2 separate regions of the Pan troglodytes genome follow, and region 1 is linked to region 2. A link is a contact called in public Hi-C data. All regions are on one chromosome and are shown on one strand. Each heading gives the region's core, a stretch centred on a gene start, on an enhancer-like site or on the middle of the called end of the contact. The rest is flanking DNA. Distances are from core to core; before and after follow the strand shown.

Region 1 (5,381 bases), core at 926-3,425, 520 kb after region 2:
TATACAAAATAAACAATAAAATCAGAAACATTTCTATATTGCAGTGGCAATCAATCAGGAAAAGATACATATATCCCATTTATATTACCTACAGACAAAATAAAATACCTAGAAATAAACTTAAAGAAATGAAACACCTATACAAGGTAAATTATAAAACATTAATGAAAGAAACTTAAGACACAAAAATATGAAAAGATATTTCATGCTCATGATTTAGAAGAACTAATATTTTTAAAATGATAATACTACCCAAAGCAATCTACAGATTAAATGCAGTCCCCATCAGAATACCAATGTTATCATTCACAGAAATAGAAAAAATAATCCTAAAATTTATATCAAGCACAAAAGACACCAAATAGCCAAAGCAATCTAGAGCAAAAATAACAAACTTGGAAACATCATACTATCTGCCTTCAAAATTTACTACAAAGCTGTAGTAAACACAGCATGATACTGGCATAAAAACAGACACATAGACCAATAGAACAGAATGGAAAACCCAGATATAAATCCACAAATTTACAGCCAACTCATTTTTAACAAAGTTGCCAAAAATATGCAATGGTGAAAGCAAAGTCTCTTCAATAAATGATGCTAATAAAAACCTGGATAATGACATGCAGGAAAATAAAACTAGACCCTTATTCTCGAACCATGCCCCAAATTCAAATAAAAATGGATGGAAGATTTAAATCTAAAATCTGAAACTATGAAGCTACTAGAAAAAAAAATCTTTGGGAACAGACTCCTGGACATTGGTGTGGGCAAAGATATTTTGTGTAAGACCTCGAAAGCACAGACAATAAAACCAAAAATTGACAAATGAGATCATATCAAGCTAAAAAGCTTCTGCACAGCAAAGGATACAGTCAACAAACTGAAGAGACAACCCGCAGATGTTAAGAAAATGTTTTCAAACTATATACCTGACAAGTTGTTAATAATCAGAATATATGAAAAGCTCAAACAACTCAACAGACAAAAAAGTAATTCAATTAAAAACTGGGCAAAAGATCTGAACACACATTTCTGCAAAAGAAACATATACATGGCCAATAGGTATATTTAAAAAAGCTCAACATCAATAACCATCAGAGAAACACAAGTGAGAATGAAAATGAGATACAAATATCATCTCATCCCAGTTACAATGGCTTATATCAAAGAGACAGTTAATAACAGATGCTGGCAAGATGTGGTGAATGGAAAACACTTGTACACTGTTGGTGAGAATGTAAATTAGTACAGCCATTACAGAGTCAGTATGAAGTTTCCCCCAAAAAACTAAGAATAGCACCTTCAATAGGAACCAAAAAGTCATGTGAGGTATCACAGTAACTGGTTTGAACATAATATCGAGGAAAGAGGTATTAAAGAGAGTAGGTAAGACACTCTTGCATTGCCTACACCTCACCTACCCTAACTCCAGGCAGCACAGATGGGGAGGAAATGTGTTTTGTGGGGACGGAGAGCAAAGTGAGTGTGGAGAACTATATTGGAACTCACTTCTGCCTTGTCACAGCAGAACACAGCACAGGGCAGAATTCTAAGAGTGCTCACGGAGGGAGCACATCTAGACCAGCCCTGGGCCAGAGGGAAATTTCTTACACCAGCAGGAAAAACCTGAGTCGTAGCTAGCTTCACCACTAGCTGACGAAATTGGCCTGGGTCCCAGAATAAATTTAAGTGGCAGTCAGGACACAAGGATCACAGTCCTAGGGCAAGTCCTGTTGCTGCACTGGTTTTGTAGGCAGGGAACTTGGGGTGCAACACCAACTGTGGTGTCCAAATGAATGCCAGTGTCACCCCTCCTACAACTCCAGGCACTGTAGCCTCAGTAAAGATTCCTTCTGCTTGACAGAAGGTGAGTACAGAGTACAGAAGACTGTATCTTGCAACTTGGGTGCCACCTGAGCCTAAGTAAAATGAAGCATCAGGAAGATTCCTGAAACCCCAGATTCCAGGTCTTTGCTCCTGGATGGTGCTTATAGATCTACCTTTGGTCCGAAGGGATTCCACTGCCTTGATAAGAAAGACCCGGCTGAATTAACCATCTGCTGACTAAAGTGGTCTTGGGCTTCGAGTAAATAGCAGTAGCAGTAGCAGCAGCAGCAGCAGCAGCAGCAGCAGCAGCAGCAGCAGCAGCAGCAGCAGCAGCAGCAGCCAGGCAATTGTGGCCACAGGCTTTGGGTGAGTCCCAGTATTTTGCTGCTCTGTAAAAATTTGGATGTGACCCTGAACAGTGCCAGCTATGGTGGATATGAGAGTGTCCACATCATCCCTTTCCCCAATTTCAGATAGCCCAGGGCCAAGAGAGACTCCTTTTGATTGCGGAAAAGAAAGTGAGAGACTTTGCCTGGTGACCCAGGGAATTCTCCCTTATCTTACCCAAGTTCACCAAGGCAGTGTCTATAGGAGGCGACAGGATTTGCACCATTCCTGAGCTTATGGAGCCCCCTAGTGCTGAAACAGTTGCCGTGACCACAGGCTTTGGTCACAATACTCACTCCCCTTGGAATTTGTAAAAAGCCCTCTCAAGGGTGCATATAAACAAGCCCAGACTGAAGATTAGTTTAAATATATAAGTCTTCCATGCCCAGACATCAGTGAATGCCCTCAAGCACCAAGAACACTCAGGAAAACATGACCTCACCAAACACACAAAAGAAGGCACTAGCAACCAATACTGAAGTGATGGAGATATGTGATCTTTCAGACAGGGGATTCAAAATTGTTGTATTGAGGAAGTTCGATAAATTTCAAGATAACACAAAGAAGGAATTAAAAATTCTATCACAAAAATTTAACAAAGTGATTGAAATCATTAAAAAACTCAAGCAGGCATTCTGGAGCTTAGAAATACAATTGAGAAACATAAAACTGCATCAGAGTCGCTCAACTGCAGCACTGATCAAGCAAGAAAGAATTAATGAGCTCAAAGATAGGTTATATCAATATACACAATTAGAGGAGAAAAAAGAAAAAAGGATAAAAGGAGAATAAAGAATGCCTAAAAAAATCTAGAAAATAGCCTCAAAAGGACAAATATAGGCGTTACTGGCCTTAAGGAGGATGGAAAGAGAAAGTTTATTCAAAGAAATAATAACAGAAAATCTTCTAAAACTTGGGAAAGATATGAGTAGCCAAGTACAAGAAGATTTTTAAAATCCAATAAATTTAACCCAAATAAGACTAACTCAAGGCATGTAATAAACTCTCAAAGGTCAAGGATACAGAAAGGATCCTAAAAGCAGCAAGAAAAAAGAAGCAAATAACATATAAAGGAGTTCTGATGTTTCTAGCAGCAGCAACTGTGCAGGTCACCAGGAAGTGAGATGACAAAGTCAAAGTGCTGATGGAAAAAAAAATCTTTCAACCTAGAATATTATATTAATCAAAGTTATCCTTCAAACACAAACTAGAAATAAAGACTTTCCTATACAAACAAAAGCTGAGGAATTTGTCAACACCAGACTTGCCTTAAAAGACATGCTAAAGGGAGTCCGGGTGTGGTGGCTCACACCTGTAATTCCAGCACTTTGGGAGGCCAAGGCAGGTGGATCAGGATGCGGGTGGATCATGATGCAGGTGGATCAAGAGATCAAAACCATCCTGGTCAAAATGCTGAAACCCCATCTCTACTAAAAATACAAAAAAAAAAAAAATTAGCTGGGCATGGTGATGCACCTCTGTACTCCCAGCTACTTGGGAGGCTGAGGCAGGAGAATTGTTTGAACCCAGGAGGCAGAGGTTGCAGTGAGCCGAGATCGCATCACTGCACTCCAGCCTGGAGATAGAGTGACACTGCATCTCAAAAAAAAAAAAGTAAAGAGAGAAAGCAGAAAGTCAAAAAAATGAGGACAGGGTGGAATAAAAAAGTGTAGAGGTTTTTAGTTTTCTCTTTGTTTGCTTTTGTCCCTTTCTTTGTAATTAGAGTCAAACTAGTTTGTATAAAATGTTATTTGCAAGCCTTATGGTGACCATAAAACAAAAACTTATAATAGATACATAAAAATAAAAAGCAAGAAATAACAACATATTACAGGAGAAAAACACTTTTACATAAAAGAAGACAGGAAGGAAGGAAGAGAGGAACACCCAAACAACCACAAAACAGATAACACAATGGCAGTAGTAAGTCTTTACCTATCAGTGATAACAATGAATGTAAATGGACAAAATTATTCAAAAGACATAGAGTGGTGGAATCAATAAAAAACAAGACTCAAATATATGATGCTTACGAGAAACTCACTTCACCTATAAAAACACATAGAGATTGAAATTAAAAGAATGGAAAAATATATTCCATGGACATGTAAACTAAAAAGAGCAGGAGTAGCTATAATTACATCAGACAAAATATATTTCAGGAAAAAAACTGAAAATGGTCATTATATAATGATAAAGGGATTGATACAGCAAGTTAATATAACAATTATAAATATACATGTATCCAATGCTGGAGCACTCAGATATATAAAGCAAATATTATTAGAGCTAAAGAGAGAGAGAGATCTCAATACCATAATAGCTTGATAGTTCAACACCCATTTTCAGCATTGGACAGATCATCTTGACAGAAAATCAACAAAGAGACATCAGACTTAAGATTTACTACAGACCAAATGGACCTAATAGACATGATCTGATTTCAAATTATACTACAAAGCTATAGTAAACATCATGGTACTAGCTTAAAAACAGATGCCTCAAACAATGGAACAGAATAGATAATACAGCTATAAATCTATCCATTATGGTTATCTCATTTTTTGACAAAGGTGCCAAGGACATACGATGGGTAAAGCACAGTATCTCCAATAAATAGTGCTAGAAAAACTGGATATCCATATGCAGAAAAATGAAACTAGACCCTTATCTCTCACCATGTATAAAAATCAAGTAAAAATGGATTAAGGACTTACAACTAAAAATTGTAACTATAAAACTACCAGAAGAAAACACTGGGGTAACACTCCAGGACATTGATGTGGGCAAACATTTGTTGAGTAACACCTTAAAAACACAGCCAACTAAATCAGAAATAGACAAATGAGATCACATCAAGCTAAAAAAGCTTCTGCACAGCAAATAAAGCAATTAACAAACTGAAAAGACAGCTTACAGAATGTGAGAAAGTGTTTGTAAACTTCCAATCTAACAAGGGATTAACATCCAGAATAGATAAGGATCTCAAACAACTCAATAGCAAAACAAACAATACAAATAATCTTATTTAAAAATGGACAAAAGATCTGAAAAGATATTTCTGCAAAGAAGATACACAAATGGCCAATAGTATATGAAAAAAAATGCCCAGCATCACTAATTATCAGAGAAATGAATGGCAGTGAGATATTATTTCATCCCAG
Region 2 (5,279 bases), core at 318-2,817:
ATTTGCAGTAACATAGAACTTAGGAGGGTGTTCTCCACAAGGCCAGACTTAGGGAATGGGGTAGGGTGGGTGAAAGATGGCTTCACAGGAAGTGGCTAAAGTATGGAGCTAGGGTGTAAATATTCTAGATTAATTGGAGTCTTTCACAGAGTACCGTCATGTGCATGTAACAATGTTTTGGTCATGGACTGCATTACAATGGTGATCCCATGAGATTATATTATATTTTTACTGTACATTTCTTATGTTTAGATACATAAGTACTTACCATTGTGTTACAATTGCCTACAGTATTCAGTAGAGTAACATGCCGTACAGGTTTGTGGCCTAGGAGCAATAGGCTATACCATACAGCTTAGGTGGGTAGTAAGCTATACCATGCAGGCTTGTGTGAGTGTGCTCTATGATATTCACATGACAAAAAACAAACAACAAAACCCCCATTGAAATATTTCTCAGAAAGTATCCCCGTCCTTAAGTGATGCATGACTGTGCTGCCTCCACAGTATATATTCAAAGGTGACCTTCATTGCGTAGATTCACACACACAAAAAAGCCATGTGAAAATACCCTGCCCCTAGATTCAGGAATCTTCTGGACACACTCTTGTTTACAATTTAAATTATTTCCAAAAATTGATACATCTGTTGATTAAATACAAGTTATTTGTGCGGCAGGAGAATAGGGTCTGGAAGCAGGGAACTTAGGACTGATTTGTGCTGACGGGATATCAGTTGAAAGACTACTCCCCTTTCAGCCCCTCCTTTTTCTGCATGGCAGTTGCTGCCTGGCAGTTGCAAGCCCTTCTTTTTCTGTGTGGCAGCTGAAAAATGAAAGTGCCTCAGATTGGTCCCCTTCCTCAACCAATCAGACTTGTGGCAGACCAATGGGAAACCTCTAGAAGGTATTTAAACCCCAGAAAATTCTGCAACCTGTGCTTTTGAGCAGCTTGCCACAGCCTGCTCCCACGCAGTGTAGTAGTGTACTTTTATTTAAAATAAATCTCTGCTTTCACTGCTTTGCTTTATTTGTGTGTTTTGTCCAATTATTTGTTCAAAACGCCAAGGACCTAGCCAACTACCCTCAACTGGTAACAGCTGCACACACATATCAAGGCACACCAGCTTCACCCTGCCTGGAGCTTCTTCCCATGCCTAGTTTTCTCTTACAATTCCGGTCTCTGCTCAATTATCACTTCTAAAAGAGAACTTTATAGAGACCACCATGTGTAAAACAGCTTTTCTACATGCCCCCGCCAGCTAATTTTTATTAGAGTACTTATATTATTTGAAATAATATTTTTACATGCCTCCCTCCCCTGGAAAATGAGCTGAGTGAGGGATATTGTTGGAGTATCCCCAATACCAGGCATACAGTAGGCATTCAATAAATAGTTTTTGAATGATTACATTGTCTACGGAATTCTAACATGTGTGGGTGAAACAAAGACTCTCACATGCTGTGAGAAGAAAACAAAAACTGGGTTGGCAGAGGCCTTGAATATGAGGAAGTGGCCTTTCCGGATAAAGAAACTAAGACTCGGCCGGGCGTGGTGGCTCAGGCCTGTAATCTCAGCACTTTGGGAGGCCGAGGCGGACGGATCACCTGAGATCAGGAGTTCGAGACCAGCCTGGCCAACACGGCGAAACCCCGTCTCTACTAAAAATACAAAAAAAAAAAAAAAAAAAAAAAAATTAGCCGGGCGTGGTGGCGGAGGCCTGTAATTCCAGCTGTTCGGGAGGCTGAGGCAGGAGAATCGCTTGAACCCGGGAGGAAGAAAGAAAGAAAGAAACAGGGAATGAGGGAAGGAGGGAAAGAGGGAAAGAAGAAAAGAAAGGAAAGAGAAGAGGGGCGGGGCAGGGCAGGGCAGGGCAAAAAAAGACTCAATGAAGGAAAGGACTTGCCCAAGGTAATCTAGTACGTGGAAAAGCGGAAGGCAGGAGCCTGTGCCGCGCAAGAGCTCCGGGGAGCCAACACCCAGCGGCCCTTTTGAGAGGGTCCCAGCCCCTGAGATGCGGGTGCCCGCAAGAGGGAACCTCTTGTCTGAAGAGGTTGCTGCGCTCTGGAGTCGTGCTCTGGGACAGATGGGCAAGCTCCGCTCTTGGGGCCGGAATGCGACGGGCCGGGAGCGTGTAGCGTCTCCACCCGGGCTCCAATCCCCAGCCTCGCACTCAGCACCAGGCAGAGTTCAGCCTCCCGCCGCAAGCTCCCTTCCGCCGCTCCCGGCGAGCACGCAGGTCTGGCTGTTCGTTGGGCTAGGGCTTAAAAGCCCAACACGGGCGAAAAAGACGCGGTCTCAGTTAACGGGGACGCTTTAGAGAAACGCACTCGCCTCTCCTGTTCCGGTTGGGTCGGCGCCGGCTTCTCAGGCGCCACGTGGGATTCGGCCCGGGTGCTCTTGTGAGTTGCTGCTCCTGCGGTTGGTGAGATTACCTGGGTCTAGAGTGCGGAGCTGCTCCGTGGCCACGAGGACGTCACCATGGTGGGCCCCCTCCTGCTCCCCCGAACCGCTCGGTTGGTTCCCCGGAAGGCTCTTGTTGAGCAGGCAGAGAGGGAGGGTGCGGTTTCGGGAACCTAGGAGAGGGGAAGATGCAAAGTGTTTATTTTCAGGGAGTGTGCGGGGTGCGGGGCGAAGCCTCTGGGAGGCGAGTCCCAGGCCCAACGCCTGGACCTTAGAGTTCCGCGTCCGAGTGCTGAAGTGCTCACATGTCGCCTTGCTCCTCTTTGCCTTGTGCCTAACTTCTCGCTAGTCACTGCTTCCTGGGGGGAAACCCGGCACCTTTCCATTGTAACGCATCGAGGAGTTTGGCAAAACTTCTGAGATCGCTGGCCCTACACACCTCTGCCTCTCTGGCCTAGGTAGACTCAGTATGGGCTTAGTCGCCTCTTCCTCGGCGTCCGTTCACCTCTCGTTAGTGCCCTGAATCCTGCCGTTACGCCCCCATTCCCTCCAGGGCACTGAAGCAGTTTTGTTGTTTTTATTAAAAACTGAGTAGATACAAAAGAGTGTTACTAAAGCACATTTCAAGTGTAAAGATTAGCAGTTTCAGGAAGTCTCGTTTACCCATTATGTAGTTTTAAGAAATAAAACATAGCCTTTGAAAGCCCTGTGTTACCTTCTTTGAACGCCCTGTGTTACCTTCTTTTTGAACCTATAACTTTCAGGAAACCTTAAGAAGCAAACATCTAAGTTTTGTATTTATAATTTCACTACTTTTCTTTATAGTTACTACACATATTTGTATTCTGAAACAATATGTTGTTTCTTCTTGCCTATTTTTTACGTAATCGTTGTGTTCTTGAGAGTAATTCTTGCATAGAAACATGCTTTATAAATTTTTTCAATTAATTTTTAATAAAAGCAAAAAATTTTAAAAGTTTATAATCTGGTCAAAAGTTATGATATTGTGTCCACAATGTGGCCTCTTTGTTTCTTTTCATTTTTTTCTCTTTTCATTGTATACCATTTTTGTCTTACAGTCTGGTTCTTTCGTTGTTTCGCGAGTTTTTTGTGCTTTATTTTGATCCACCGCTGACGCATATTTTGTACTTTAGATTGTACGCATTTGTGTAAATTCAGTGTTTGCTTGTCACTTTGCTTGTGGGATTTCCAACTCTTTATAGTGTTAGTTTTTTTCCCCTTTTCAGAGTGGAATATGAAAGCAATTACATCTCATTGTGTTTGAGTGATTGGGGAGATAGATTGGTATTTGACTGTAGTTGTCCTTGACTATCAGAGCTTCACTTCTTATCAGGCTGTATAGTAGAAGTATGTTGCTTTGGCATAGAAGTCAAAAGAGTGGCATATGAACCTGTTTTCATTGGCTCATTTCTGGCTCTGTCGTTTTTTTTTTGATACAACCTCATTAGTGGTTTTGCTGCATCCTCTTTCAGTACAGCTCAGAATGTGGTCCCAAAGGACAGAGTTGGGCACCTGTCTTTCCCTGAGTTGCCATCTTGGCAAAATTAGTTAACCTCCCATCTGTTTAATTGGGATAACAATAGTACCTACCTCATAGAGTTGTGGAAATTAAATGTAAAGTGCTTAGTCTAGTGCCTGGCACTTAGTAAATGTTATCGTTATTAACTTTAGTTATATAAATAAATAGTAACAGTGTACAGCTTATAGTTGTTCATCCTTGTTACTTTGCTCATTAATGTTCTCTTATTGTAAATCTTTGCTGGAGCTCAGCAAGTTCATATCTTTATATCAAAATTTAGTTTACCTGTTATATATAAATAATCTTTTCAAATTAATCCATTCCACTCAACACTTCTTTATGCTGCATTAAAAGGTTTTTAGTGTTTATTATTTTTTATTTTTTTTTGAGACGGTGTTTCGCTCTTGTTGCCCAGGGTGGAGTCCAGTGGCATGATCGCGGCTCATTGCAACCTCCGCCTCCTGGATTCAAGTGATTCTCCTGCCTCAGCCTCCCGAGTAGCTGGGGTTACAGGTGCCAGCCACCACACCCAGCTAATTTTTGTATGTTTAGTAGAGACAGGGTTTCACCACATTGGCCAGGCTGGTCTCGAACTCCTGACCTCAAATGAGACAGGGTTTCACCACACTGGCCAGGCTGGTCTCGAACTCCTGACCTCAAATGATCCACCCGCCTTGGCCTCCCAAAGTGCTGTGATTACAGGTGTGGGCCACCGCGGCCAGCCAGGATTTTAGTATTTTTAAGTGTGGCTCATACAATACTACTAGGCACCCATGGGTATACTCCTTTTTGTATAAACCTGTCATAGAGCTTGTGTGTGCTTCTTTCCCTCCCTAGCTAGACTATATACCGTTGAAAAGTGTGCCATCATCCTCCCTGCATTTATCCATGCACATTACTGTGGGGCATTAGCTGTTACTGACTACCTTAATGGTAGAGATTGTGTGTTTTGGGGACTACATCTATAAATGTGAGCTACAACAACAAATCAGCTTAATAAATCTCATAGAGATTATCTGTTAGTGAAAACTTGCTCCTGAAAGTTAGTAAAACTAAAGAAAAACATTAATGGAAATCTACCTAGTATACCAATCTTTTTGAGACAATATTACTTGTACATGGTTTAAAACACTAAAAAATGGTTGCTCATAAAAATTGTATTAGTTTCTTATTAACTGCCATAGTAAAGTGATATGCATTTAGTGGCTTAAAGCAACACATTCATTTCCTGAAACCTCTGGAGGTCAGAAGTTCAAAAATGAGTCTTAACTGAGATAAAATTAAGGTGTTTGTCAGGGCTGTCTTTCTTTAAGGGGCTCTAATGAATTTTTCCGTTTC

Evidence for each region. Hi-C and Micro-C count contacts between places; a contact is called where the count stands out from the background.
Region 1: a contact with region 2 is called in a Hi-C map of induced pluripotent stem cells, with 2.2 times the contacts expected there. The contact joins the enhancer-like site here to the promoter of TMA16 in region 2. A contact is called at or near these places in 3 of 7 Hi-C or Micro-C datasets (induced pluripotent stem cells and stem cell-derived neural progenitor cells) and 1 of 1 datasets of contacts at active chromatin or transcription factors (stem cell-derived excitatory neurons).

The regions. Positions count from the first base shown.
Region 1 is chr3:165,728,271-165,733,651 of NHGRI_mPanTro3-v2.0_pri, forward strand. The region is part of intron 2 of MARCHF1 (membrane associated ring-CH-type finger 1); the gene reads right to left. Among named protein-coding and RNA genes, the nearest start is that of MARCHF1, 360 kb to the right of the region's middle. Within about 2 kb of position 2,176, at least 1 of the 24 cell types and tissues checked has an H3K27ac peak or open chromatin away from gene starts, as enhancers often do. A contact at or near this core is called in induced pluripotent stem cells, where this site is marked.
Region 2 is chr3:165,210,297-165,215,575 of NHGRI_mPanTro3-v2.0_pri, forward strand. TMA16 (translation machinery associated 16 homolog) reads left to right here and starts at 1,568. Exons shown (of 7, transcript XM_001138474.7): 1 at 1,568-2,482. The coding sequence starts at 2,480.